3 separate regions of the Zea mays genome follow, and all the other regions are linked to region 3. The links are chromatin contacts, called in public Hi-C maps. All regions are on one chromosome and are shown on one strand. The core of a region is the stretch at or near the end of the contact, and the rest is flanking DNA. Distances in the headings are between cores, read along the strand shown. Region 1 holds the start of LOC100274961. Region 2 has its middle 8.4 kb from the start of LOC100147731. Region 3 holds the start of LOC100193776 (lazy plant1).

Region 1 (2,700 bases), core at 21-2,520, 130 kb after region 3:
CAAAGCTTTGTAGTACTAACTTAAAAAACCAAGTACGGCCATGCAGCGCCGATGTGACATTTAAGCATCCCTCGGCGCTGCATGGCCGATGCAGCGCCAATGTTTATTATATTTAGTACTCATAATAAACATTTAAGCATCCGATGTGACACAGGATAATTAATTTTAGTCCCAAACCAAACCCCTATGGTTAAACAATTTGAACCAGAAGAATTAAGACCGGCTACGGCATGATTTAAAAACCATTATAGTTGTAGTAATAATGAATTAACTAATGATAATGGTAACCACAACGACAGGCTCTGCCTACCAGCATCATGGCGTCCCTCGGCGTGGGCGCGAAGAGGACGAGGTACTCGTCGTCGGTGAGGCCGCAGTGGCTGAGCACGCGGTTCCTGGCCTGGATCTCCGGGATCGAGATGAAGCTCCCCGGGAAGGACGACTTCTTGGTGAGCATGTCCAGCAGCCGCGACGGCTCCAGCCGGACCGTGTCCGCCGAGTCGGGCCTCGTGCCGGCCGACGACGACGGCGACCCCGCCGGCGACGAACGCTGCCGCTCGCCGCCGGCCTCCGGCGACATGTAGTAGGTGGAGTAGAGGTCGTCCTTGTCGCAGCTGCCGTCCTCGATGAGGCCGTGCGAGTACTGCGGGTACATGGCCAGCACGTACTGCTCCACGTACTGCCGCTCGCTGGGCGTGATGGGCCCCGACCACCGCAGGTCCAGCCCGTGCAGCGTCGAGATCGCCTCCGCGATGATGTGCGCCGGGATGAACTCCCGCGGGCAAACCTTCTGCTTATATATATATGTTTATTACAAACACAATTATTTCTGGACGAAAATTCAAGCAAACCTTCTGCTTGTATACTATTACTAGCTGCTTAATTACCTTCACAACCATGCTGTTCGGCCTGCTTGATGTGCCAGGAAGGGGGCTGGGAACTGAGGCGCAGATTCCATCTTTAAATTCTCCACCTAGTAAGCCCTGATGAATTGGATGAATACACACACACACAAACAACCAGTAAGTACTAGTACATGACTCTAACAAGGAATTAAACTATTTTAACCTTTTTAGTTAATCTTAACAAAACACCAGTAGTTATATATGGATTCACATCTCTAGCTAGAACAGAAACTAGATGAAATACACACCTTGTGTTCCATGTGGATGTGCTCCATCTTTCCGCACATTTGTGCACCTTTAATCGACTGTCTAGAGAGTAGAGAGAGACAAAGAGAGAGAGAGAGAGAGTATGTCGTCTGTTCTTCGATGGAGAACAAGAGTTATGGAACAAGTTGGATTTGACAGAGTATATATGTATGAGGAGAAGCGGGGCAGCGGATGGAGTATACTGAAGAGGCAAGCTGCAGGGATAATAGTGCTTCTAAGTCTGGTCCTCAAGGAACAAGATATAGCGCTACTAGGATGCAACAGCTGTTTAGCCGTGGTTCTTTATACAGCACTACTGATTGATGAGGCACACATAACAAATGTCCGTGTCTCTATCAAAGGGAGCATAGACAAATTGCTGTGTCATATATGAAAAATCCAGCTGTTTCTATGTGTTGTTTAATTTCTGATGATGTGGGTCTATGGCATCTAGCTACAGGCATATACCATGTTCCTCAGCATTATTGGAGGCTTGGTCTTTATTCAGATACAAACATCCACACACATTTATACACACACTATATCAACACTTCAGAATTACTGGACCTACATGCAGAAAGCTAGAAAATCTACTAGGTTCGACCAAGATAACATGCAACAAGAGAAGTGTAGATCATTATTACTAGACGTGTAGTACAATAGAAGAAGAATGCGTCAATATAGTGAAAATAGTATTACATCCTCACGTACCAACAACAATAACATATTTACCTGTACTCTTCACGTATTCGTTGCCGCTCAACACCACAACAACGCCAGCGACATCTTTATGGTATCCACGGTTGTAAGGATCAAACACTATTACGCTGGTGTGCTAGCACCACACACACAGTGAGAAGAAGGGCAACAAATGCTTGAGCGCTCGCAAACCTGGGAAAGAGGCGGTGACAGGCGATAGCTAAGATGTGTCTCTCTCTTCTAGCATGTCAACTCTCTACTATATTAAAGCACCGGTTTTGTGGGTTGTGCATCACATCGAAGCATGTAGGTCTATTTCTTTTACCGCTTCTTGCCTAACAAATGGGCATTGAGAAACCATCCAAGCCCAACACGATAGGAAGCCATACGCAGAGCAATACTCCCACATAGTACCATCTCGCTATCTGAAGGAGAACGAGCACCCGAGCGACTTATAAAAAAGGGTCGGGCTCCTATTCAACTCATACCTTTCTCGGGCTTTTGGTTAAGATAAGGTGTAATATTTGTTCTTATCAGTTTAATATAGGATATGTTCACTCTGATCTTACATTTATTTTTTATGGGTATCAAATATGTTTGTGTGCCGTCGCAATGCACGGGCGTTGTACTAGTCTTTCCTAAATATAGACTCATGCTAATGGATTTTTAACTTAAAGGCTCATTTATGTTATCATGGATCATGGTTGCCTCTCTGGAATATTTTTTACGATCTCTCATTTACACTAGAGTCAATCATCTATTTAGTTGTTGCAATCTCTTAAGTACTAAAGACGGACATGATATAAAACTATTTTCGAGTCATTAATCAATAGTGATGTCTAGCAGCACA
Region 2 (2,700 bases), core at 81-2,580, 230 kb after region 3:
ATACACAAGGAGCAATGTGGCATGACTTTTATATAAGATTGTTTTATATTTTATTTTGTGCTTAAGTTTTTTTGAAATATAGTACATATTTGTCCTTACCACACATTTTATTTTGCAGCAACATTTTCATTTCCTAGTGGAAGAAAACTAGTTGGTCCATGCACATACATGCATGTTTCATAAGAAAGCATGAAAGATTGTCAAAGATTTAGTGTGATGTGGTCGTATACAGGTAAATAATATATATTTCAAAGAGATCCTTAAGCAATCGATGGACAAGAATCGAGGATGTTCATCCATTTACTTGATCGAGAAGCAATATTGTCTGGTAAAATATTTTGGGTATTTTGTCTTATACTCTCAACATATAAATTATCTAATTATGAACACATATATGTATAGATGATAGTTCCATGAGGAGGCTTACCATGTTGTTCGCAAACTCCAGGCTTCATAAGTGTTCCAAGATTGATCTAAGAAGCATAAATAGAACCGTGGCAATGATTAGAAACACACTTATGATGTTGATGGTCATATCTGCAATGCTAAACATATGAAAACCTATATTACATCATATGTTTGCAATGACTAACACATATGACTTAAAATGGAATAAAACGGAGGGACTAAAATTAGTCCCTAGAAACCAAACACCCCCTTATTTATACAGGAAGTTGCCAGAGGTGTAATGTCAAGCAATGTGGAAGTTTATATTATTGGATGTCATGGAACAACATATCCAAATCAATAGTAGTTGTAAAGATCAATGGACGGTGTATTTCCTTAAATCCTATAATACACATATGAAATTGATGTTCCACATTATTGTGTTGCAGGCACTCCATGTTTAATAGAGTGATTGACTCAAAGCAAATGCATGAGAGCTTAAAAGGCAGCATCTTTGTGGCATACCTATAGAGTTAACATGCGTTGAACCACAGGACACAAGAGTTGCTTCATATTTAAGACGTGATTAGGCTACACGATAAAGCATGAGAGGCGACGTCAAAAGTATGATCGGCAACATTAATTAGATCTATATGACCGACAACATGATAAGTATTTGTCTAACTATATAGCACAATAGTACGTGATGTTTCAAGTAAGTTTAACTAATATTCTATTACCATTTTAGCTTTTAACAAAACCAATGGTGTTTCATCTATTTCATTCATAGACAGCGTTGCAAGTATTTGTATTTAGATCATTGTTACGGGCGCAGCGCATGGCTGTGGAGGCGGCGTTGGGCCTGGCTCACGGCCCAGCGAGGCCCAGCTGTGGATGCGGATGAATGGACCTGTGAACTCTGTGTGGTGCTAATCTGTGAACCAACGGTAGGATGGATGATGCATGTGGTGCAGAAACATCCTCATCCGGACGTGACCAGCTGCTAGCTATTGTCGCATGCATGCAACCAGCAGCGACATGATTGGTTGTTGGCGCACAACAACACGACGAAACTTTTGCACAGTGCGCTAATTGGCAAACGAACACGGATTGCACGCCTGCCCGATCTGGCCCACACCACCAAAAAAAAACATGGCCTGTCGTCGTCGGAGGTGGTCCCACCCATCACCCACCCACGGCAGTCCGTGTGCCGGCGATCTATCGACCGATCTCGACCCAGTATCAAACATGTGGTGGTGTCACGTGAACCATGCATGCAGAACAAATTAATCAGTGAGTCGGAATGGTTGGACACACCCCGTTAAATTTTATGGTGCCGTAATTTCTATGCTAAGGACTAGTAAATTCTTCGAAATTCTCAAGGACAGAGGGAGAAATTAAGATAATTTTTTCCTAGTTCTCGAGTATTTTAGGAGATTTAAGTTTTTAAACTAGAGACGACTACGTACTATTTTGGCGGAGGGAGTATTTGTATTTTGCACAAATCTTGTATATAGGTTGGACATAACACCCTTAGTTTATTCTACCATCAATTTGTTTCTTTGATTTTTACTCTCTCTATTCTATTGTGTATAAATCATCATCTAACTATCTACACGACAAAGTTATTACTAAAAATAGAAATCTGCATTATGAGTGCCTATCATCATCTAACTCTCTCTCTATTTTTGCTCTACGGATAGTGGGGACCTCGTTCGTTAAAAGTAGCGTAGTGCAATGACAGCTGTGAGCTGTCCCTATCACTTTACTAGCTACAGCCAGCCGTATATGTACATACAGGGTAAGTCTCTATAAGATTTATTTAAAAAAAAATACAAGAGGCTAATTATTAGTGATTCTCTATATATATTGTCTCTTAACTTTATTTGTAATTTTGCCTCTTAATTGTATTTATGATTCAAAGACTTAGAGTCGTGTCATGCAGTCTATTAGCTATCTGTAGTACTTGAAAGACCAATTCAGGGTCTCTAGGTTGTACATGTCTAATATATGTTGCTGTTAATCATAGACATGTGCTACCCATTAAGTCATTATTCCCACTTTCTACAAAAGTGAATATCTTAAAAAGTATATGAAATCTAATCAAAATTATAGAGAAAATTACAAATATCTATAATATTAAATATGAATACTATAATAATAATATAATTGATAAAGAATTTAATGCTCAGTTGATATCATAAATATTTTTATTTTATTGTATAAAATTTGATTATTTAGCATGCTTTTAACTCTAAAAAAGGATAATCTAACTTATAATTGAGGATAGAGGCCGGGAGTACTTCATCCTTC
Region 3 (2,700 bases), core at 14-2,513:
TGTTTTCCTATGGAATATGTACGGTGTCAGCTAAGGTGGTCAGTACGGAATTTACATATGGACAGCTTCTGTTAAATCGATCAAATATTTAAATTCGAACTGGATGTCCTGACATTTTTTCAGCCCACACTAAGCTATACGAAAATACCAACACGTGGTATATGACTAAAAAACGCGCGTGAAAAAAAAATCCTGCAATACATACCTTGCAAAAAAATGAGGATGCCTTCGTATAGGACAATGTTGCTATAAAGAAATACTCCCCTTATTCTAAAATATAAGTCGTTTTAAAACTAATTATACATTTATTAAATATTATATAAATGTAGTTTGTATGTATATTTATATTTATTATCATTTAAATGAACACGGACAGAAAATAGGTGGATTAGAAAGAACTATATTTCGAGACTGTCGAGCTAGACTAAAAGCTGGAAAGGAATGGCATGTGCCAGAGTCCAGTCCAATGTGACAAACAGCAAAAGTTCAGGGACCCGTTCAAAACCTAGCGTTCTTCTGAAACTACACTATGCACGGACTGTGGCTGACGTGTGGAGCACAGGAGGATTGTGTGCTGAGCTGGCTCCACATGTGTGCCTGCTTGTCAGTTATGATCAATCACTTCATGATCTATGAAAGATGAGCATGGAAAGTCTGCTTTCGTTTCTCTTCTTGACCATGGAATTAAAAGCAAGAAGAGGGCAAAACTGAAGAGATGTTTGATGAACAGATCCAATAAAAAAAGTGCAAGGAAGAAGAGGGCAGATGGATGAATGTACCTGCAGCGTTGTTGAACTCTTTGAACACATCATTGCTGTTCTGTCGTAACTTCCGGTGCATCCAACCCAGGAGCTGATCACACACACACACATGCATGCGTTAAAAAAATGGGTCATAATTCAGAAACAGAGCTCTTGTTGCCTACCAATCAACTGACTGAACCGCAGCACAAACAATTCAGAGCAAGCTAATTAGGGAGGCGTAGAGAATGATTTGCAGCTGCATTGGTGCTCTATTTTTTTTACTCACAAAACCACCGTCGCTGAACAGGTCAAAAGAAAAGAGGGCGATAATTCGAGAACTCCAAAACGAAATCAGTTGACTAGCGAACTAGGTAGGAGGAGCATGGGAATTGAGGAAGAAATTGAAGCAGGTGGGACTACTGACTGACCTTCATGTTGGAGAGGCTTGTCTAAGCCGAGCGCTGGAGCTACACGAGCCATTAATAGACGATGGAGTAGCGGCGACGCACTGCAGCTGCAGCTGCAGGAGTGATCCATCAGTCGGCAGAACGGAACATGAAGAAGGCTACAAATGGTCGACAAGAGGTGGTGTCCCACGTCTAAGGGGGTGTTTGCTTCCACGCACATCGAACGTTTAGATGTAAAATATGAGTATTAAAATATAGTTTAATCATAAAACTAATTATATATATATAAATTAAATGAGTATTAACCTATGGACCGAGTCCCTTGGATTTCGATTTTGAGTATCCCGGCTGAATCCGAGTTGCACAGTCCAAGTCCGAGTCACTCCACCGAATCCGAGTTGCTCGGTCCTATTAGTCAGAGTCTTTATTATCGACATGCCTTAGGTACCCCGCTATATATCCTTAATTTTCTTGGAATATATAAATAGAGTCCCTCCTGGTCAGAAGAATTCCAAAAAGATGAAAACCCAAAGATAGCCTTCAACAATCTTGGAATATACTCTCTCCGTCCCAAAATAGTATTCGTTTTAACATATCAGTGGATTCATACAATATTTGATGTATGTGTCTAGATTCATTTTCATCCATCTGAATATGGACACAAAAATGAGGAGCCAAAATGAACACTATTGTGGAACGGAGGGAGTATAAAATAGAGTTTAGTTAGTAAATAAAGATAGAATTTGCTTAGGCAAGAAGATTTGTTGGTTAATAAATAAGTGTCCAAATCTATAAGGACTATTTAAATTTGCTTGGAATACAAGTCCAATATATATTATAAATATAGGAGAAATGTAATGGTTTCAATCCAAACAAGAATAAAATTATTTCTTCTCTGTGTATGTGTCTCCATAGGGATGTGACATTTGGTACTCAAAGGTTAGATTGATCCCATGATCGACCTCACCAAGCGCATGGACAAGGTGCAAGAGCACCTTGCTAAGGTCGATGCTTTCTTGGGAAACATGGAACAAGGAGGCTTCAAATATGAGATCGTCCATCCCCGAGCTTGAGGAGGAGGTCATGAACAAATATTCAACACCAACTACGAGAGTGAGTCGCCACGCCATCGTTGTACCCTCACCCATCTACACCACTAGTTCCTTCCCCATCCTTCGACAACTCTACCACAAGTTGTTGTTCCCAACATATGACAACAAGGAGGATGCACTATCATTGTTTAACCGCTGCAAGCAATGTTTTAGAGGGCAACAGACTCCCAACACCAAGCAAGTTTGGTATGCATCTTTTCATCTAATAGGTGGCACTCAACAATGCTACATGTGCATGACGAGGATAAGGCTATCACTAACTATGCGTACTTTGCATGTTGCATCAACGAGCGCTTTGTGCCTCAGACATGACGTAATCCACTAGAGAGCTGGCATCCTAATATTAGCACCATCAATGACTACAAGGAGTGCTTCTTGGACAAGTGGTGCACATTGGGACACTCGATGAGCATCAATAGGTGAACATCTACACTACTG

Evidence for each region. A called contact is a pair of places that touch in the nucleus more often than the background predicts.
Region 1: a Hi-C map of ear shows a contact between it and region 3, with 2.1 times the contacts expected there. The contact joins the promoter of LOC100274961 here to the promoter of LOC100193776 in region 3. A contact is called at or near these places in 3 of 25 Hi-C or Micro-C datasets (ear, leaf and tassel) and 1 of 3 datasets of contacts at active chromatin or transcription factors (leaf).
Region 2: a Hi-C map of tassel shows a contact between it and region 3, with 2.6 times the contacts expected there. The contact joins the enhancer-like site here to the promoter of LOC100193776 in region 3. A contact is called at or near these places in 2 of 25 Hi-C or Micro-C datasets (ear and tassel).

The regions. Positions count from the first base shown.
Region 1 is chr4:19,817,398-19,820,097 of Zm-B73-REFERENCE-NAM-5.0, forward strand. LOC100274961 reads right to left here and starts at 1,271. Exons shown (of 4, transcript NM_001174537.1): 1 at 1,154-1,271; 2 at 888-983; 3 at 311-790. The coding sequence starts at 1,192. It also overlaps the pseudogene LOC111591476.
Region 2 is chr4:19,918,986-19,921,685 of Zm-B73-REFERENCE-NAM-5.0, forward strand. No RefSeq gene overlaps it. Among protein-coding and RNA genes, the nearest start is that of LOC100147731, 8.4 kb to the right of the region's middle. Within about 2 kb of position 1,331, at least 18 of the 20 cell types and tissues checked have an H3K27ac peak or open chromatin away from gene starts, as enhancers often do. A contact at or near this core is called in ear and tassel, where this site is marked.
Region 3 is chr4:19,689,373-19,692,072 of Zm-B73-REFERENCE-NAM-5.0, forward strand. It overlaps LOC100193776 (lazy plant1), which reads right to left and starts at 1,264. Exons shown (of 5, transcript NM_001138862.1): 1 at 1,172-1,264; 2 at 780-852. The coding sequence starts at 1,177.